4 separate regions of the Mus musculus genome follow, and regions 1, 2 and 4 are each linked to region 3. Evidence: chromatin contacts called from public HiChIP or PLAC-seq data. All regions are on one chromosome and are shown on one strand. Each heading gives the region's core, a stretch centred on a gene start, on an enhancer-like site or on the middle of the called end of the contact. The rest is flanking DNA. Distances are from core to core; before and after follow the strand shown. Region 1 holds the start of Lmna (lamin A). Region 2 holds the start of Arhgef2 (rho/rac guanine nucleotide exchange factor (GEF) 2). Region 3 holds the start of Nes (nestin). Region 4 holds the start of Mex3a (mex3 RNA binding family member A).

Region 1 (4,899 bases), core at 344-2,843, 530 kb before region 3:
GGTGTACAAAATGAGTTCTAGGACAGCCAGAAGTTCATAGAGAAACTCTGTCTTGAAAAAACAAAGCGCCAGGCGCACGCCTTTAATCCCAGCACTCGGGAGGCAGAGGCAGGTGGATTTCTGAGTTCAAGGCCAGCCTGGTCTACAATGTGAGTTCCAGGACAGCCAGAGCTATACAGAGAAACCCTGCCTCGAAAAACCAAAAAAAGAAAAAAACAAAAAAACAAAAAAACAAACCCCCCCCCCACCACCAACAACAACAACAAAAAAAAAAACAAAAAAAAACAAAAAAAGCAGCAGCAACAACAAAATCTCTTAAGAGTCCCAACTCAAGCCCACTGCCTGGACCTGCAGGAACTGCAAGCTAATCAGCAATGGACAGGGGAAAGCACATGGCAAAAGGGGAAGGAACATGGCAGAAGGGGATGCCAGGGCCAGTAAGGCTTAGGCTAGGGTTACAGGAGAGGATTAGACAGCTGATCGGGAGTCTTTGATGGAGGCTGGAGACCCCGGGACATGGAACCAGGGGACCAGGTTACTGTATTGGGAGATCATCTAGTCAGGGCCCACCCAGAACTGGCTAGACAGGCATGCAGTGGCTGAGGAGGGGGTAGCTTTGCTGTTCTTGCTCACACCGTTTAAGATGGAACCAGGATGGAGACCCTGCATTAACAACCCTCTGACCCCGTTCCTCTTTTCAGGCCCTTCTCGAAGCCACAAAAATCTGGAACCTGGTGTCCTGGCCATGTGCTGAATGCACGCACAGCACAGCTCTGGTATCTGTTTTAAATTATCCATTAAAATAAGTACAGTCCTGGAAAAAAATAAGTACAGTCTTGGATTTGGTTGGGTGGAGTGAGCTGAAGAAAGGGGCTGAAACGAGGGATTTCAGCAGCCCCTTTTTCCAGCTGTCTAGGTCCAAATGAAAGGGGAGGGGGGAGTGGGCGGGGCCAACTTCTGGCTTCTATTCTTGGCCTTCTCTTGGGGACTGAGGCTTATTTCTTAGATCTAAAACCCAATGTTTGGTTTTAAAGCCAAAAATATAAGGGAAGTGCATAGGTTTGGGTTTTGTTTTTTGTTTTTTCCCGAGGTCCTTGATCTTTGCCCCCAAATTTGAGGGCATAAAGTAATCCCTCAGTTACCTAAAAACACAGCCATTCCTTTGCCATTCCACTCTCCTGGATTGGCCGCTTCTGTGCGCGGGGGAGAGGTGACTCACTATTACTACTGAGGAAAGGGGAGCCAGTGGTGGAAGTGGGGTGAGTCACTGATGGGCAGCAGCTTCAGCCCTCCCCCCAACTTCCTTGGCTCTCTGGGGATGCCTGATCCTCTCCCTCACTTTGCACCTACTTCCCCTGGTCCCTCACCACTACCCTTTGCCCACCCACTCAAATTCTTTGGCTCTGCTCTTTACTCCAGAAGGCCAAAGGCAAGCTTAGAGTTGAGTAGGCAGGAACCAACATTGTGAAGCCCCAGGCCAGAAAGGGGTGTTCTGCAGAGTGAGGGTTGGCATGCTGGCTCCTCCTCACCATACCTGCCCCCGCCCCTTTGGGTACAGGATGGCTCCTTTAAGAGCAGTGGATCCACCCCCTGTAGAGGAGGGCCTATTAGAGCCTCTGCCTGGCTGTCAGTGACTCAGTGTTCGCGGGAACGCTGCCTCAGCCTCAACACCAGCCAACCCAGATCCCGAGGTGCGCCAGCGCCCAGCCCAGATCTCCACGCCTGCCAGGAGCGAGCTTCGCCGGCTCGCTGTCCCCCTGAGCAGCCTCTGTCCTTCTGTCCAAGTCCCGCGCCCTTCTCGGGACCCCTGCCCAGCGGGCAGCACTGTCACCCTGCCGGCCATGGAGACCCCGTCACAGCGGCGCGCCACCCGCAGTGGGGCGCAGGCCAGCTCTACCCCACTGTCGCCCACTCGGATCACCCGGCTGCAGGAGAAGGAGGACCTGCAGGAGCTCAATGACCGCCTGGCCGTGTACATCGATCGCGTGCGTTCCCTGGAGACCGAGAACGCGGGGCTGCGCCTTCGCATCACTGAGTCTGAAGAGGTGGTCAGCCGAGAGGTGTCCGGCATCAAGGCGGCCTACGAGGCCGAGCTGGGGGATGCCCGCAAGACCCTTGATTCTGTGGCCAAGGAGCGCGCCCGCCTCCAGCTAGAGCTGAGCAAAGTGCGTGAGGAGTTCAAGGAGCTGAAGGCTCGGTGAGTGAGGCCCGGCCGGCCGGCACCAGGGAGGCAGCAGTCGCCTGTAACTGGCCATCTAGTCCCCTCCCTCCCCGGAACTGCCTCCCGCGGGTGACTGGCAGTGCCAAGGGTAATAGACATGATAGGACATAGAAGGGAGGGGGTCTCTGTGAGAGGGTGGGGGATATAAAGAGTGGTGGGGGCATTGAGACCAAGTAGCGTTGGTGACAGGGCCTATGCTGTCAAGGTGGGATTTTTCAGTCATTTGGAGCTTGGGGGATGGGCTTGAGGAAGGTAGAACAGGCTCTACCAGGTCTTGGAACTCCCGAACGCCGCCCGGGACACATCAGAATGGGTGAAAGGGTTTTATTAGAACTTTCTTGGTAGGTTTGGCACTTTGCCAATCTTGCCCAACGTGGCTCTGAACACATGATGTCCACTAAGACATAGCGCCCACACTGACATTTGTCCAGTGGTACTGTAATGGAGTTACCAAGGCTGCATAGCCCCTTTCTCCCATGGCTGTGTAAGCACGGCCTTCTCCTGGTTCTTTCTAGGAGCTGAGAATGTCTGGAGCTTTTCCTAGACTCTCAGGCCCACCAGAAGCACACCAGGAGATCTGCTCCCCCGCAGCTCCCACAGCCCTTGGCCTCCCTGGTCGAGGAATGCAAGGGAGGGTGGGGAGGGAGACCGGGCACAGAAGCTAATGGCTCTGGAAATTCTGTTATGCCTGAGTCGGGGACACCCCAGTCTGGGCCCTCTCTGTTTGGTGACTTAAGGGTTTTGGAAGCTCTGTCCTTTCCTTGCTCAGCCAGCGAGCCACTTTCATTTTTCTAGTCAAGCCAGACTTTACTCTGGCCCATCCTCTGAACTGTTGATGTCTTGATCTTACTAAACCTCTGGAATACAATGACATTTTTGAAATCCAGCCGTTAGGGAGCCTCAGGCCACTCCCATTGCACCCATCCCTACCCCACCCTACCCCACCCTACTTGGCTCCACCTACTTTCTAAAAAGGCTTTCCAAAGCCTGGAAGTTTGGGCTCTTGCTCCCTGTACTTCCATTTCGCTCTGTGTCTGTGGTCTTTTCTTCTATGTTGTAGACCCAAGACAAAGAGCTTTGGACATTGGACGTGCGCACTGATACCTAAGGGGCTGGTAGCTTTGACTTCTCTTCCTCTTTTTCCTTTTTGCATTATCTTCTGACAAAACCCACTGTGTATCTGTGGTTGGTCATTCTATTCCTTACCAGATTCCAGCCCTAGGTGGTGAGTATGGCAAGCCCATTGCCTCAAGTGTGAGCAGAGGTCATGTGCACAGATGGGTCCAGCTTTTCTTTCTGCTAACAGGAATTAGCTGCCTTTTCATCCATCCACTAGGGATATGAACACCTTATCAAGAAATACATGAGGCAAGTTAGAGGAGTCCCAGTGAGTTAACTAGTTAGTGATCTAAACTAGTTAAGTCAGCCACCAAAGCTCTTGCAGATCCTGGTGTAGAACTTGTATAGTAGATGTGGGGACAGGGACAGTGGAATCTATAGCTTCTTGTTCATCTAGCCATGCCAGTCTCCTGCCCCCAGTGCAGCTGTCCAGCCTGGGACACCAGGTGGTGTGTACACACGTTGGGTAGGGGCTGGGTGATGTGTGGACTTTTTAAATTTAGCCACCTGCCTCTATTCTCCACTGATGGTAACTGAGGAGGCTGGGCTTCCGGGAAGGGGGTGGGTATACACACCTAGGTCCCTGCTGGTGGGGTGGAGCAGAGGCTAAGTGCCTGACCTTCTGTGTCCATCATAGAAGACCACGGCTGCTACCCCTTTCTATAGCTGTTGAGCTCAGACTGAGGTGGAGAAATGCCCTGGAAGTCTGGGGAGGATGAAAGGCATTGTCCAGTAGCCCCTCCCACCAGGGGCCGGGTAGGGAAAAGTGACCAGTTTAATGTTTAATTGGAGCTCAGAGTTCAGGGTCAGGCTTGGAGTTAGACAGAACTGTGAGACCCTGTGACAATCTGTGGCATAGCTCAAGTTGGGTCTCTCAACTGCACCCACAGGCCTCTGCTTTTCAAGGTGGATTGTAAGTTACAAGGAGGAGGTGGAGAAGAGGGGGGACAAAGCCAGGCAGTGGTGGTGCATGCCTTTAATCCCAGCACTTGGGAGGCAGAGGCAGGTGAATTTCTGAGTTCGAGGCCAGCCTGGTCTACAGAGTGAGTTCCAGGGTACACAGAGAAACCCTGTCTGGGGGGGGGGGAAGAGGGGGGAGGAGACAAAACAACTCTCTCCTTCCCTCTTTCCTCCTCTTCTCAGGAGGTTTAGACATCTAAGCTGGGAGAAGGGGACAGTTGGAAGCGAGGGAAGGCTCACCGCAGGCTTAGGGCTGGGCAAGCCTTCCTCCAGCTAGACAGCTGCATGAATGACTCAGACGCCACCCCTCCTACCCTAGTGGCTTTATAAGAGACAACAGGAGACAGGGAGTATAGACTGTCTGCATATCTGCATCGGCTATCCTCTCTCCACAGCATCCTGGGGTCCCTTTATCGTCTCCCCTATCTTGAGGTTTATTTAAGTGTGTGTGAGAGTACACACACATGGGCCACGGTGTGCACGGTAGGACACAACTTGGGGAATTTGGTTCTCTCCTATCTAATATGGGGCTTGGGGGTCAAACTATGTCATCAGGCTTGGCAGCACGCACTGTTACCCATAAAACCTTCTTACCTTCT
Region 2 (5,301 bases), core at 2,520-5,019, 650 kb before region 3:
AGAAGATTCCTGATGCGAGTCCAGGAGGACGACTTTGGATGGTCTATTCGAGGCCCTGCTCCTTCAAACACTCCAGAGAAGGAAACGGGGAGACTGGACGCTGAGAGAAGGTAGCCAGATGCAGACAGTAAAGCCCCAGACAGAAACAAAAGAGAAGGCCATCACGGAATACACAAAGGCACTTAGAAAACCTCTGCTTAATGAAGGATGGTAAACCACTGGACAGGGGACTGGGCAGCATCCTGGTGATGTGGGAGAAGGGCACTTAAGTCATAAGCAATAAAATCCAGCTAGATAGAGACTCTGAGACCCAGTTTCCCTGGACCCCAGCCTGCTCCCCACCCAGCCACACCTGTCGGGCCAAGAGAGAGAAGGCAAGAAAAACGCAGACAGACGGGCATTTGTGCAGGCAAACAATAGCTGTGCCAGACTCCCTGCCCTCCTGGCACAAGGCAGGCCAGCTGAGTTGGGAGGGGGTAGCTGCAGCCTGCAGCCCTGCCCCCACCTCCCTAAGGAGACACAAACAAACCCAGAAGGGTCCAGCCAGCACTTCTCAGCCATTTCTCCACCAGCTCCAGAAACCACCACGACCAATTAATTCACTCAAAACCTACATCCTACATCAACACAGAGGCTAAACTTTAAAATGGGAACTACTTCCTTATGTCCACTCAGCTTGGTAAGCACGAATTTTCAAAGATCACCCCTGAGCATCTATGACGGAGAGACACACCCCCAATACAAGAAGCATGGGACAATACTTGGGAATCACAGTTTGATCTGTGCCCTCCCTGATAGAAGGTCACAGTTTTGGTACCAGAAACCAGACCCTCCTTCACCTCCTCTGGTGCCCCTGGGTGTTTTAGGTGCTGCCAGCTATCTTGCAGTCCCTAGGTGACCTCTCTAAGTCTTAGCTCCCTGGGCCCAGCTTTGCCGCTTTCTCCTCACCAAGTGCTTTGCTGAACACCCATGACCCCTACAAGCTTTTTGGATGGCCTCCAGACTTCAGCTTCCTCGAGGACCCAACTCCTCCAGTCTCCCAAACTGTCAGGATTCTTCTTTCCCTCCAGGGCTCCCCCCCAGCCCTGCCCTCCTGGCCCTGCAAACAAAGCCAGCCACCTCTCTGGAACTCAGAACAAAGGCAGCCCGCTCTCCCCGCTCCCCATCACATACAGGGTTCAGGAAGACCCATGGTGCTCCTGGCTTTGTTCTGTGGGCCAAGACGGTTAGGGCTCAGGAAAGTAGGGTGGAGAGATAAGGGGGCCTAAAGATGGAAAGAGCAGCTTTGAGGCTTGAGGAGGTAGGAAGTAGGGCAGAGAGAACTGAGGGGGCGGAGAACAGAAGACAGCCTGGAAGAACAGAAACAATGCAGAGAAAAGGGAAGCAAGCGTGGAGGGGCGGAAGGAGCGATCCTATGCCGATCCTATGCCGGGAAGGAGAAAGGGGCAGGTTACACTTGAATTCTTCCCTCTGAGAAGATATCTCAAAGTAAGGAAAGAGGTGGGGGAGGGCAGCGGATCTCAGGGTTGACCTTTCTCCCTCCCTCGTAGGTATCGGGGAAGACCACGTTCCTCAAATAATCTCATTTCCAGTGGGCCCCTCGACTTCCCAGCACAGTATAAAAAGAAAGGAGACAGCTGGTGCGCTGGGGGGGGGGGGGGAGATCCAGGGTTCGTGGCTAGGAACCAACTCCCCCACTTCAGTAACCACAGCTTTCCGGAGGTGTCCCTCCCCTTCCGACCAGCTCAAACTGACAACCTCCCTCCTTCCCCTGGTCTCTCTACCCTCTCAGAACCACTCACTGGTCTCTGGGAAACCAGTCAGATTCCCTGATCCCTTCTCCATAGCATAGTCAAAAGATAAAAAAGCCAGGAGTCTGGATTTCCAGTTACTGTGTTATGGAAAAAGAAAAAAAGAAAAACAGGGGATGAGATGCCAGGTGTCTGGATTGGAGAAAGGCCCCCTGAGGATGTCTTCGTACAGCCCCACAGGTCTGCCTCTCCTGCCCCCCCCCCCCCAGTGGCTTTCCTTTTTAGGGTGGAACCAAATTTCCGTGCTTTCAAAAAGTTCCCCCCACCCACCCTGGCTTTACTCCAGGGTCTCGCTCAAACGGTTGAAAAAATAAACAGACTCTGGGAGCTGGGGCCTGGCCTGTCGCTAGGGTTTGTTAAGAGCCTGTCTGCCACCCCACAATTCACACTCAGTCACCTCACCCTGGAGCTGCTCAGAGCCCTGCTAGCTTTCTTCCGGTGAGCAGACTCCCATCCCGAAACCCTACAAAAAGCCTCAAACTGAGCTTCCCGCCCCCGAGGCTCTCCACCCCTACCGACCTTCTCCCAGTGTAGCAGTAAAGCAAGTAGCTAAAGCCTGGAACCTTGGAGGAAGGGAGAGGGCAGCTTTCCATTCGCAGAGTGGCTTTCCAGCCTGAAAATGATCTGCTTGGTTGGCTGGCTGCGGGAGGGTCATTACGCTCTCGCTAAGGACAGGGATTAAGATTAAAGCCCTTCCTGCCTTTGCTTTCCGAGAGAGCCTTATAATGTGAGTGTCCTGAGGTACAGGGAGGCGCCGTCCGCCTGAACCAGGCCCCCCTGGCTTCACTTATTCATCTACAAGTCCTCCTCGGCTTCACCACTTCCTGTGAGCTGAGGTGAGGAAAGTCATGGCATTTGGGAGGGCGTCTGAATACAAAGACAGGAATAAAGGACACTTGTAAAGGCGTGCTGGAGAGGTCGTATTGCAGAGTGTGCTGATAATTACACAGCCAGACTCCAGATGACAGGTGAAGGGCCCCCAAGCCGAGGCGATAATCGAAATATGGCTGAGGGGAGTGGGGGAACTGGGTTAACCGAGGCGGCTGGAGAACCAGGAGCCTGGAAGCTGATGAAACAGATAAGGGTGGGAACTACTCTGGGTCCTGGCACCGAGACGCTCAGGATGTGAGAAGGCATCCCAGCGACACAAAGGCAGCTTGCTTCACCTGATGGATCGGTTTGGCCTGGCGGAGAAAATGGGCGGCCGCTTGCTGTCTTGACCCCTAGCCACCCGCCTACCCCAGGCAAGAACTGAATCACAGCTGGAAAGTCCATCCGCAAGAAGAGGAGGAGCTGACTTTTGTCTTGGAGGGGCGGGAAGGTGGGGGAGGGAGCTTGGAAAACACCCCCTCCGGCCCCCTCCACCCGCTGGTGGGGACAAAGGGGGAACGACCGAGCCGGCGCTAGCGGGCACGGCCGCAAGCAACCCCCGGAACTGGGGTGCGGAAAGGGGTGCCCAAGAGCGTCGTCCCTAGGAACCCGACACGCTCGCCCCTCTTTCCCGCTCGATCCCTTACCGGAGCAACTTTCTTCCGAGCGGCCCAAAACACTCGGTCCCGCCGAACCACTGGTAACCCAGCTCAGCTCTCCTAGATCCCCGCACAGAAGCTGCGCGGGTGCTGGAGACGCGGGTCACGTTGCGGTCCTCCAGCCCCCTCCTCACGCGCTCGCAGCCCCACCCACCCCGTCCGGCCGCTGCGCGCGGACTCGGGCGCCCCAGAGCGGGCGGGGGGACGCGGGACGCGGGGCGGAGGCCCAGAGGTCGGCAGGGCGCCCGGTCGCAGAGCCAGCCCACCTTGGTTGCCTGCTCCTTGCTCCGGTCGATCCGCGCGCGAGTGAGGGATTCGATCCGAGACATAATCCAGCGTGAGCCGCGGGAGGACGCGGCGGCCCCGGGTGTCCAGCAACGGCGGGGGAGGGGTCCGGCCGCACGCGTCGGCCTCGGGGACAGGAAGTCTGAGTCCCCTCGCCCCTGCACCCAGCACCAGTTCCTCAAACCCTAGTCTCCTCCCCCACCCGAGCTCAGGAAGGGGAGAGGCGGAGCGGAGGCAGGGCGGGGTACCCGCGCACCGGACGGGACGCCGGGGTTAGTATCGCTGCAGTCTGCTGGACAGGGGTCCTTGGGACAGGTTCGAGGATCCCTTTTCCCTTTAGCGCTTAGGAACACTCTCTGACCTCAGCGACCTCCCTTAGCTCGGCTGTCCTTGAAAAACACCGGCGCCCATTCCGGGTAACTTCACTCTTTAAAGACCCTAAGGGGATTCTATCACCTTATCGGTAACTGGGAGACCTAGCCATAAGGGCTCACTCATCAAACAGGCTTGAGTACACAGACCGCTTTTACAATGTTGGACTGGTATGACAAGAGGGAGGGGGCAATGAAAGGGGAACTAGAAGCTTCATCGTTAACAGGCTTCACTCCCCCAAAAGAGTGAAGAAGGGGACTCCTTTCCAAAAGCTAGGAGTCCACAAGAGAGGGTTTTCCCCTCACCCCCCCCCACCCCCCGCCCAGCTTCTCACCCCTCTGGGCCTTGTGGACCACACTCTGACCATCCTTCTCAGCCCCACCTCTGCCAATTACTTTGGCAGTGAAGGTGAGAAGGCTCCACCTTTCCTGAGGCTAGCTGAGGAAATCCTTCCTTGTGTCCTGACACCAGTTTTCTCTGCCACAGGAGACTATAGAAACAACTTGGCCCTGTCTGGAAACGTTTGAGCTTGCTGAGGAGTGTGGGTGGGTTTTCATTTCTCTGGACCCTTTGAGTCAACCTGAGTTTCCTGCCACTGGGGAAATTCTCCAGTCTGCTCCGTTTCCACCTATCAAGGTCTCCGATTTCTCTGTAAAAACCTGAGCACCCTGGGGCAAAGTTTTGTAAAAATTTAGGGTACTACCTAATCTAGTCCCAAAAGTGTGTGGTAATGAGGGAGGGAGATGGCTAGGCGTGGTGTTGCACAGAGGCAGGGAGATTTCTGAGTTCAAGGCCAGCCTGGTCTACAGAGTGAGTTCCAGGACAGCCAGGGCTACACAGAGAAACCCTGTCTCAAAACACCGAAAAAAAAAAGAAAGAAAGAAAAAAGAAAGAGGGAGGGAGATGAGGCCCAGCCACTGTCACCAGCTTCTGCTCTGTTCTTCTCGGTAGCGGGGCAGGGAGGGTGGTGTTAGGGCTGCAGGTTTCCAGCCCAGCCCTGCACTCCTAGAGTGCCAATTTTAGCCTCAGTCTCTAATTTGGGCTCGGCTGCCTCATCCACCCGCTGTGCTGGTTGGGCTCCTCAGCTCCTCACCCCGGCTCTGCTCCCCTCCCACTCTGCTCCTCTGACCTATCTCCTGCCTAGGAACTCCCTCACCTTTTGTGCCCATTCTCCTGTTCAGGGTCCTTATATAGTAAAGGCCAGGGAAAAAGAAACAATGTCCAGTTCAGGCTGGCCAGATGAGGCAGAAAGGACTTTCCCAGACCAATTCTGTTTTCTCTGAAGGAATCCTAGGAAGGCCTCA
Region 3 (5,157 bases), core at 974-3,473:
AGAGAACAGGGGTGTGGCTCACAGCACCAGTGTGGAGCTGCTCACAGCCTATAACTCCAGCTGCAAGGGACCCAGTGTCTTCTGGGCTCTTAAGACACCTGGACACATGGGGCCTATACACAAATACACGTAAATAGAACAGTTTTACAGGGTCAAGTTTCGGGGCCCTTCAGCCAAGGAGACAGTCAGTACTGTGTACCTGTATGTAGCCACTTCCAGACTAAGGGACATCTTGAGGTGTGCCAGTTGCTGCCCACCTTCCAGGATCTGAGCGATCTGACTCTGTAGACCCTGCTTCTCCTGCTCCAGGGCTTCCACAGCCAGCTGCAAAGCAAGCCGGCAGAGTGAGTGGGAGGGGCCTCTGCTCTGGGCCATGACTCTCTTCACTGCTCACATCTTTGTAGGGCAGAGTCCTGTTCCTCTACCTGCGTTCTCCCTGTCTGGAGCACTGTGCTGGACCCCCGGACAAGCACAGGAAACACTCCAGGCCTCTCCTAGATAGACCAGGCTTCTTCTTAGGATGCTGGTTAAATGGTAACACATGCTATTGAGAACCTAGCTCCCACGGGAGGAGATGGGATAAAGGAGAGGAGATGGGTTACACAGCGGAAGAGGAGGCAAAGTGGAAACAGAAGGAAAAAGCAATTTATCAAGAGTCGCCTCGAGAAGGCTTGGAAGGAAAGCAGCTGGGCCACCACTGCCCCCGGCTCCTCATAGCAGGCTGGGTTCCTCCACTTCCCACTTGTTCTGGAATCCTTCTCCCCCAAGAAGAGTGGGCAGGTGGTCACGTCGGGACTTCTGTCTGGGCCAGGCAAGAGGCTGTTTTCTCAGCTGTTGGTCACATCTGTGCAATATGAGGGGGAGGGTGCCCCAGGCCTTTGGAATGCGCTTCAGGGAGCTGAGAAGCCTTGACACAGAGAGGGGCTGGTGGTCTGCGGTGGCTCACACTGCCTTCCTTCACTATGGTTGCTAGGAACCTTCTGGTGGGGAGAGAGCATGTGTTGGGCACCTTCTGATTGACAACTGCATAGTGAAGGGCACAGGGAGTCACCCTAGAGAGGGGTTGCCATTCAAAGAGTGAGGAGCAGCTACAGTGGGTATTGGCCTGCGGGCCTTTCAAGGGGGCTGTGCTAGGAGGTCTCAGAATTCCATCCATCCTGCCTGTCTGGACAGGGAAGTCTAGGACTTGTGCTTGCTCTGAGCAAGGACTCCTGAATACAGTTGTCCTTGCCCCCACCCCTTTCCTGAAGGTCTCTTGCCATCCTAAGTACCTCCTAGGGCTTGGTTTTACCAGGGACAGGGTGGGCGTGTTGGTGACCCTCCTCACCTGGAACTTTTCAGTGGCCTGCAGCCGGTCCTGCCAGCGGCCTTCCAATCTCTGTTCCAGCGCCTCTCTGCGCTCCTGGAGGCTGTCGCGATCAGCCTGCAGCTGCTGCACCTCTAAGCGACTCTCCCGAGCGCCCCGCACGGCTTGGCCCAGACGCTCGCGGGCCTGGCCCAGCGAGCTCTCCATGTGAGCCACGCGCTCCTGGTAGTCACGCACCGCCCCGCGCCACACTTCGCCTAGGCGCCTGGCCAGCTCCTCGACTTCAGGGGCCCGGATGGGGGATGCGTGGGCCGGCGCGGGGGGTCGGCGCGGCGTACAGGCGGCCTGGGCGTTCAGGTGCGCGCGCTCCTCCTCGTGCGACGCTCGCAGAGCCTCTAACTCGCGCTCCAGCTCGGCAGCCTGGGTGCTCAGCCAGCCCCGCGCATTCTTCTCCGCCTCGAGCGCGCGCCGGCTGCAGGCCGCCTCCTCGATGGTCCGCTCCCGGGCGAGCCGCACCTGCTGGCACCGGCCCGCCACGCTCTCCAGCTCTTCGGCAAGGTTGTCGCGCTGCACCTCAGCCTCGTGCTTCTCCCGCCAGCGCTGATCGACGAGGACCCGCAGGGCTGCCAGCTCGTCGTCGGCTCGGGCTCGCCAGGAGGCGTCCCCGGACTGCGCCCGGAGTCCCCCAAGCTCGGCACTGAGCAGCTGGTTCTGCTCCTCCAGCGTCTTGACCCGGGTCAGGTAGGCCTCCAGGCGTCGATTGAGCTCCCACATCTGAAAAGATTCTTCCCCGACGCAACCCTCCATGTCGCTGGTCTGGCCCCCCGAGGGCAAGCGGACGTGGAGCACTAGAGAAGGGAGTGGCCCTTGGAGCTTTTAAGGGGGAGAAAGGGAGTAGCGGCGACAGTGACCCAGCGGAAGCGGAGGATTCCAGCAGCGAGCTGAAGCGAGGGTATTCATACTCCCGCCGGCCGGGCGGAAAAGGGGCGGTCCCTAGGCCTTAACCCTTTAGAGTTCAGTGCAACACACAGCCCGGGTCCCTGCATCATCCCAGCTCAGCAGAGAAGAATCAAATTGTAGCCTCGCCCTGGCGGGGATCCCGTCCGGTGCGGGTGATTTTCCGAAAGAGGCTTGAGATACAGCCAGACAGCCCAGAACACCCTAAGATGCACAGAACTGGGCCCCAGGACCTCCTTTCTCTACACTCTTACTCAAATCCTCTAGGACTCAGCTCCTCATTTATAAAATGGCTTGGTGTTGGAAACCTCGTGAACTGTTGGAAAAACGGACGGTGCAGTGTTTTGTGTATAACAGTAAATACTCACCCCCAAGAGAGGCAACATTGCGAAGAAACACTGCCCGAAGAAAGAGGAGCCCACTGGTACTGAGGGAAGTCTGCCAGTGCTCCGGAGGCTGAAGTAGGATTGACACCAGCCTGGGTAGTAAACACCACCACCACCCCTTTTCTTCAGATGGTTGGTATGGCTATGTAGATCAGGCAGGTCTCAGGGACGCTCCTGCCATAGCTTCCCCAGTGCTGGGATTAAATGCCTGTGCCAGTACCCCTGCCCAGTTAATGTTAGCAGACACAATGCCCAGTTCGTACCCGCAGAGGGACGTCCTACCCTACCCTACCCCGCACCAGGAAAAGGAGACTAGCAAGGGAAAGTTTTTCTCCTTTGAAGTTCGATCCCTCTTGTCATTTAGTGAAGAAGTTACGCGGCTCTCAAGAGAGCCCCCTGGTGGCTAAGCATGAAGTTTGGCGAAGAAAGAAATGAAGCTGTAGATTTTCTACAAGGGACCAATATTTCAGGCTCAAATATTTGAATGCTTGCTCCCCAGGTGGAGGACCTGTTTAAAAAGATTGGGGCCGGGCAGTGGTGGCACATGTCTTTAATCCCAGCACTTGGGAGGCAAAGGCAGGCGGATTTCTGAGTTCGAGACCAGCCTGGTCTACAGAGTGAGTTCCAGGACAGCCAGAGCTACACAGAGAAACCCTGTCTCAAAAATCCAAAAAAAAAAAAAAAAAAAAAAAAAGGATTGGGAGGAATGGCCTTGTTGGAGGAGGTGTGTCACTGGGGGCAGGCTTGTGCTTGTACATTGAGACCTGAGCTCTCAGCTGCTGTTCCAGTGCCATAACCGCCTGCCTGTTGCCATGCTCCCTACTGTGATGTTCAGGACCCGCATAGTGAGCTGAGGAGAGACTGGTTCCCACATGGCATACTGTGGCATGGTGCACCTGTACACACACACACACACACACACACCAATAATAAGAAGAACAATAATAAATCTAAATTCTTTAAAATAGCTGTTTGAGTCAATGACATGAGTTTCATCAAACTTTGTTCAGTGAGGCCAGTTTAATCCCTTTAACCCCAGCACGCAAGAGAAAGAATAAAGCCAATCTCTGAGTTTGAGGCCAGCCTCTACATAGCAAATGAGTTCTGGGCCACCCAGGATTACATAGTCAGATCCTGCCTTAAAAGAAAAAAAAAATAGGGGGCTGGAAAGACTGCTCAGTAATTAAGAGCACTGACTACCCTTCCAGAGGTCCTCAGTTCAATTCCAAGCAACTACACGGTGGCTCACAACCATCTGCAATGAGATCTGATGCCCTCTTCTGGTGTGTCTGAAGACAGCTACAGTGTACTTATATATAATAAATAAATAAATCGTTCAGTGAATTTTGACTTGGGATTAGGACAAAATTTCCAAAAATGTCTGAAATGGTCCTAAACATACTTCTATGGGCAGAATCGTTCATACAGATTGGCATTCTCAGCACTGATGGTTACGAAATCAGGATATCTGGGCTGGAGAGACAGACGCTCAGTAGTCAAAAGCACTTGCTGCTCTTCCAGAGGACTCAAGTACCATTCCCAGCACCCACATGCAGCTCCAGGGACATCAAAGCCTCTGACCTCTGCATGCATCCACACACAGATATACACGCCCATGCACACACACACACACACACACACACACAAATAACAATAAACTATTTTTTTAAATTAAAGTATGGATCAATTCTGAAAATGTTGAAGGTGTTCCATCATGGACCTGAAGTACCAAATGTTCAGGCAAGATTCAGCTCTACATAAGCATAAACAAGCAGGCCAGGCAGTGGTGGCGCATGCCTTTAATCCCAGCACTTGGGAGGCAGAGGCAGGTGGAGGCAGGTGGATCTCTGAGTTCGAGGCCAGCCTGGTCTACAAAGTGAGTTCCAGGACAGCCAGGGCTACACAGAGAAACCTGTCTCGAAAAAACAATAAGCAAGCAATCCTTCCCATTCGCAGGGAAATCTCCTTTCATCTTTTTTTTTTTTTTTAGCTTACACAAAGCAATTCATTAACAGAAAATAATTTGAGAAGTCCTGTTCACAGATGACAACCATGATGACCCTCTTCCTTCCAGTGCTGTCAGAGGGGATGGGGATGACAACTTCTATCTGCCCAATCCTCATCCCAGAGCTCTGAGGGCTGACTGGGCTCCAGGTCCTGGGGTCTTGGTCCTGTTTCCTCCTGTGGCCCGGAGTTTGATACACAGGGTGGTGATGCCCAGCCCCTTGCACCTCTGGGCAACATCCTGGGCAGCCAACATGGCTGCATACGGAGAGGACTCATCTCAGGCAGCCTTTACCTTCATCCTGCCAGTCACACGGCAGACGGTTTCCTTGCCAGAAAGATCAGTAACATGGACAAGGGTGTCACTGAAGGACGCAAAGGTCTGACAGGCAACAAATACATTCTCTCCTTCAGTCACCTGAGGTCCAAGGCTGGTGACCTGTTCTTCCCTCTTTTCCTTCCCCTCGTGAGGTGCCACTTCTGAACGTTCTCCCCAGACTCCCC
Region 4 (5,387 bases), core at 1,808-4,307, 560 kb before region 3:
GCACAGACTGTACATTAGTACACACCCACACCTTTGCCCCACTCTCACAGGCAGAATCCCTGAGTTCCTCAGGCACATCTCAGTGCTGCGTGCCCTTCCTCATGTACCCATCCAAAGCCATAAGGCTGCTCCTGTAACTGCCCCAATTGCAGGCCTCTGGTGAGCTTGCTTGTTCTTTCTCCTCCTTCCTCCATTCCCAAAGTGTCTTTTCTAACCCTAATGAATTGGTGGGACTCAGTGGGTTAGGAATGTACCTAACATATAGTAGGAAGGAAAAATGTAACCCCCATTTCTTTTCAGACCTGTTGGCAGATAAGAAGTCCTACTTGTTGCCAAGCCCACAGCCTTGCTGCTTTAATATCTGGATGGTGGCTTGGTTCCTGAGGCTTGGAGGATAGAAGAACAATACTTTCTGCCACCTCTGTTTATTATGTGCCACCCCGATGGGCACCTAGGTTCTGGCTCCTAAGTTTTGAATCCAAAAACTAACTTCATAGGGAGTTAGGTGTCTTTGGGAGATCTGGAGTTTGGAAGGACAAACCCAAGGGAGAAAGCCTGAGGCCGGGCTGTACAGAACGTATCAGCCTCAGCATCTTGGGTTCTGCAACCCTGAAGAAGCTTCCGTAGAAGTAGAGGTCAAAGTCAGAGAGGGAGCAGCAGCACGAGGGAGGTGAAAGGACTTCCATCTGCTTACAGAATGGGGAAGGGAGAACTTCTGTTCTCTGACAATATTCTACTAGGACAAGCTCTACTTTTATGATGGTTAGACACATTTGTGAAGGAAGCAGAAGAGTAAAGGACCCCATTAAATCCTGGTGCCTTCCACGACCTCACCCAAGTAAAGTTATTAATATCCCCACCCAACACCAGGCTCTGAATCTCCAGGGTTTGACAAGGAGGGGAAATCCAACTTTCTAAACCAGAAACCCCCAAGAGATTGAGGGAGGGGGCGCTGTGCAGGGGAGGGGCAAGTTCCCCTCCTCCACTCCAAATCCTCCAGCCCCAACACTGGGATGGATGAAGTGGAATATGTGGTAGGGGCCCCAGCCTGCCTCCCCTCCACTGCCAGGAACTGGCCTTCTTCTTTACTCCCGCGGAATGCAGCCCCTCCATTGTTCCCCACCGTGGGACAGCTCCTCCCCCCACTCCACCTCCCAGCCCAGCCCCTTTGCCATATCCAAATCCCGCCCCCCCCCCACAAGAAGCTAGGAGGGGAAGGGTCCCTAAGATCCAGGTTGTTCAATTTGGGTCCTTACCAACACTCCCACCCATCCAGGGATGCTGGGCTGGGAGGGTGTGGTAACATACTCCATTGGCTTAATTCAACACCCCTCCCAGCACACCCAGACACGCACCCCCCCCCCATATTCCAAGTGGAGGTTTCTGTCCTGTCCCCCTTCACCGACATGCCCTTCCTGGCCTGTCCCATGAATTCACTCAGAGACTTCTCTGCAGACCCCTAGCTCCAGGCCGTGGCCAGCCCAGAACAAAAGCAAGACGGAGGAGGAGAGGCCCACGCCAAGACTGGTACTTCCTCAGAAATTCCCCTCCCCAAACACAGGGGCCCTCCAACTTCGGTGTGTAAGCGACCAAGGGACCCCTCTTTGCCAAGGGCTCCCTCATCACCTCTCCCCAGACTGGGACCCTCCCCTGGGCCACACCCCCTTTCATTCCTACACTCAGCCCAACAAAGAGGCAGCTCTTCAGTCGGGCTTCGTGGACTAGGTCTCCCTCAGAGTCCCCAACTCCAACAGCAGAAGGTCCCAGGAGTGCCCCCTCCCCAGTATACAAGCAGAAACTAGAGTAGGGGCTCCCAAGTAATTGCACATTCCGTCAGTCCTTCCAGCCAGGAGCCGACACCCCCTCCGCACAGACCCTGGGATTGGGAGGCAGCTCCCCCTCCCCTTTCCTCTCCCAGTTCCAGGATATTTCTTTGTCTACGGGCGGAGCCCCAGGGGAGGAAGGGTCCCGAGAGTCGTCCCGACTAGGGGTAGCAGGGAACTTTGTGGCACTTGGAATCTGGGCAGGGGGCGGGGCCCCCTTTGTCGGGAAGGGACAGAGCCAGAGGCGCGCAAAGAAGGAAGCGATGAACTTTCCGTGCCGGGGACAGCAAGCCCCCACTCCAACCCTCGCAGTGTCCAGACGCCCGCTTACCTTGCCTGCCCACGATCTCGGCCACGTGCTCGGAGGTGGGCACGGGAACGCACTCCGTGGTGTTGCTGCTGCCCTTCAGTCGCAGCTCGGCCTCTTTGTAGAGCGCGCAGAGCTTGGCGTCGTTCGCCCCTTTGGGGGCGGTGGGGGGCTGGGGCGTCTGCGCCGCGGGGGCCGCGCTCGGGGCGGCCGGGGCCGCCGCGGGCGGCGGCGGCGGGGCCGGCTGCGGGGGGGCGGCCGGCTGCGCGGGGGCGCCGCCCCCCCCACCTCCCCCGTCCTCGCCCGCCGTGGGGGCGGGGGGCTCCCCCAAACCCAGGAGGCAGAGTTGATCAAGAGCCAGCTGAAGGGCGCGCTCGTCTTCCAGCAGCCCTCGGTCCTTAGCGCTTCCCCCGAAACATCCTAGTTCTCCAAAGCCCCCATTTCTTTCCATTATTCCAGATACCACTAGACTAGGCATGGCGAAACAAAAGCTGGGGGAGAGAGGGAGAGAGAGAGGTGGTGGAAGGGAGAAGAGGAGAGAGGAGGGGAGGGGAGAGGAGAGGAGGGGGTGTGTGGGGAGGGGGAACAAAGAGCTGGGGAGGGGGGAAGAAAGCGAGATAGAAAGATAGACCCACCCCTAAGCCCCCCTCCCCAAGCACCCTGTAACCTGACTCCCCTCGCCCCAGCCCCCGGGTGGGGGTGGGGGAAAAGAAGCAAAACCAAGAAAGCAGATCTCCTCTCGCTCCGGGGTGACGGGGTGGGGTGGGGGGCTGCGGGCCCTAGCCCCCACCCCTCCGCCTCGGACCCAGAGTCTCTACCCTCCGCCGAGCAGACGCCCCCTTAGGTTCCCGCACCGAGCCCCAGTCCCGGAGCGTCGCTCAGTGGCCCCCAATAGAGCCCAGCCCCTTCCAGCGCTCAAACTCTTTTGTTTTAAATGAACTGGATGGAGCAGCATGGAACTGACGGGAGGGGGGCGCGCCGGGGGCGCCCGGGGCATGCCGGGAGTTGTAGTTTCCCGCCCTCGGGCGCGGGGAGGAATTCCTCAACCCGGGCAAGAAGGGGATTGCGCCCCTCGGGCTCTGCCCACTGGTCACGGGAAAAGCCTCGGGTGGGTTGGGAGTTGTGGTCCGAGAAATTTTAGGAGCTGGCAGTATGCGGGAAGGGAGCGGGTGTGGAAAGGCGTTTCTCCTCTGCCCGCGGGTCCCGGGCCTCTTTCTTATGGTAATGAGGGCCGGGGCGGAGCGGCCTCGTGGCTGCAGTGCCCTCCCTCCTCCCGCGCGCGATCGCGGAGTCCACGGGCTCGGGCCTCTGGGAGAGAGCTGGTGGAGCAGACAAAGCCCGCGGCCGCTACAGTGGGAGGAGCAGGTCTCTGCGCTGTGTGGGGGCCAGGAAGGGGCGTTCGGTTGGGGGTGGGACCCCCGGTAGAGGATGTGGTTCCCTCTCTTCTCGGAGGTAGCAAGCCCTTCCCCCTCCCCCAGCCCCCCAGTTCCGGGATCTCAGAGGCCACGACTGGGAGGTGAGTTAGTTCGTGCCCCCGTGGTCCGTGCAGTGACCCGGGGAGGATGAGGAGGCGTGGAGGGAGAGGATGGGGGTGGGGGCTGATCCGGGAAGCCAGAAGGGTCCTAGAGGCTTCGTATGGCTTAATTTGGAGCCTTGAACCTTGAGTAACAGGAGTGAGATTGGGGGCCCCTGAGAACCCAGGTTTTTTATTTTTACTTTTTTAGACCTGAGCCTCGAATATAGTGGAGGAAATCTTTTGTCCCTTAGGACGGTCATTTCGCTGTTTCCTTTGCCTCCTTTATAAACCAGTAATTCAGCCCTTTTAACCCTAGAAATATGGCGAAAGAGATCATAAATAAGCTTTTAAGATTTGACTGTTAAGAGGGGAGTTAGAGTGTACTGCATTCTTTTCTCTTTCTTTCTTTTTTACTTCCCCCCTACTCTGTATCTTCTGGTTTTTGTTTTTGTTTTTCTTTCAAGAGAGGGATGGGATCTAAAGGTCTTGTGGTCAGGCTCAAGGAGTCACCTCCCCAAGTTGGATCACAGTAGATGGGTATGCTGGGTGGGTAGGAGTCCCGCCCCTGCCCGAGGGGTTTCCTTTGGGAAATCTGAGCTAGTCTAGAGGAAAAGTTTTGCATGAAGGTAGGGCAGTAGATTGACAATGGGGATGTCAGGAGGCACAGTGAGGCCAAAGGCCAGGAGGGCTGAGCTCAGGCCCGGTCCTTATAAGCTGATTTTTGGAAAGTGCGTTTGCACAGCATTTGGGAAGGCTGGAGTCTGAGCTGAGTGGTCGGTGGGTATGAGAGTTGTGGCTCTCCCCCTTCGGTATAGATGGTGAAGGAGAACTTTGAGCTGAGGGACCTGGCTAGCTAGAGTAGGGGAGGAGGTGCCCCACATGGAGGACTTTATGGGAGTGGATGCTCTCGCCTTCCAGCAGGAGTGGAGGAAGGCTTCTGACTCCTGTTCACCTCTCTCCCAGGAACCTGGACTTGGGCGCTGGGAGTTTCTTTGGAGAAAGTTTCTACTGGAGACCAGGTGACGGTGGGGCTAACAGCTGTTTGCAGCTTTCCTGTCCTCACTGAAACCAGATTCCCCCCAGAGTTTGCCCCATCTCTGATTTCCTCCTCACTAAACCAATTAAGGCAGGAGGTTAATGACCAAAAAAGCCTTGGGGATTTGATCGGGGAGGAAAACAAAGGGCAGAATCTATGAGTGGAGAGAGGATGCTGCTGAAAGGGAAAGGGACAGACTGAAGGTGGAGCGGGCAGGGTGGCACCCCACTGGAATCTCCCCCCACCCCCCCACCCCACCCCATACAACAAAGATACACCAGTCCTCAGGGGATCTTAGCACCCCCCACTCAAAGTCACACTGAGACTCCAGACCTCCTCCAAGGCAGAAGAGAGCCCATGTGAGCCTAGCTCTTGGAGGGCAAGGTGTGTGTGAAGGACTCAGGTGTACCCACAGAACAGGCGTGTGCTGAGATGATGGATGCACGGTTGCTGTGGGGGCGAGGGAACGGCTCTTGTTCCTGAGGCTCAGGCCTCCTTTGTTCAGGCTAATGCCACTCCGTCTGGGCTGCTGTGCACATGGGCCCAGCTCTGCTTCCCTTCCCTGGTGTCCCTGCACACCTAGGGCTAAGGACAGATGCCTGATAAGCCACTCCCTCCATTCTGCCAAAGAGTGTGGAGGGTGTGTTTTGGTCCCCTTGGGACTCTGAGGATGTCTGTCTGTCTCTCTATCTGTACATCTCTGCC

The links. HiChIP or PLAC-seq counts read pairs in DNA pulled down with a chosen protein or histone mark.
Region 1: an HNF4G HiChIP or PLAC-seq map of pancreatic cancer cells shows a contact between it and region 3. The contact joins the promoter of Lmna here to the promoter of Nes in region 3. A contact is called at or near these places in 1 of 484 Hi-C or Micro-C datasets (myocytes) and 1 of 115 datasets of contacts at active chromatin or transcription factors (pancreatic cancer cells).
Region 2: a contact with region 3 is called in a FOXA1 HiChIP or PLAC-seq map of pancreatic cancer cells. The contact joins the promoter of Arhgef2 here to the promoter of Nes in region 3. A contact is called at or near these places in 1 of 484 Hi-C or Micro-C datasets (myocytes) and 1 of 115 datasets of contacts at active chromatin or transcription factors (pancreatic cancer cells).
Region 4: an H3K4me3 HiChIP or PLAC-seq map of embryonic stem cells shows a contact between it and region 3, with 7 times the contacts expected there. The contact joins the promoter of Mex3a here to the promoter of Nes in region 3. A contact is called at or near these places in 3 of 115 datasets of contacts at active chromatin or transcription factors (embryonic stem cells, microglia and pancreatic cancer cells).

The regions. Positions count from the first base shown.
Region 1 is chr3:88,500,046-88,504,944 of GRCm38.p6, reverse strand. Lmna (lamin A) reads left to right here and starts at 1,593. Exons shown (of 12, transcript NM_001002011.3): 1 at 1,593-2,197. The coding sequence starts at 1,842.
Region 2 is chr3:88,619,627-88,624,927 of GRCm38.p6, reverse strand. It overlaps Arhgef2 (rho/rac guanine nucleotide exchange factor (GEF) 2), which reads right to left and starts at 3,769. Exons shown (of 22, transcript NM_008487.4): 1 at 3,607-3,769. The coding sequence starts at 3,669. Gm20652 (a long non-coding RNA gene) reads left to right here and starts at 3,823. Exons shown (of 2, transcript XR_375820.2): 1 at 3,823-3,897.
Region 3 is chr3:87,968,159-87,973,315 of GRCm38.p6, reverse strand. It overlaps Nes (nestin), which reads right to left and starts at 2,223. Exons shown (of 4, transcript NM_016701.3): 1 at 1,328-2,223; 2 at 200-324. The coding sequence starts at 2,113. It also overlaps the pseudogene Gm3745.
Region 4 is chr3:88,529,616-88,535,002 of GRCm38.p6, reverse strand. It overlaps Mex3a (mex3 RNA binding family member A), which reads right to left and starts at 3,057. Exons shown (of 2, transcript NM_001029890.3): 1 at 2,155-3,057. The coding sequence starts at 2,608. It overlaps Gm38618 (a long non-coding RNA gene), which reads left to right and starts at 3,123. Exons shown (of 2, transcript XR_867447.3): 1 at 3,123-3,646; 2 at 4,610-5,387.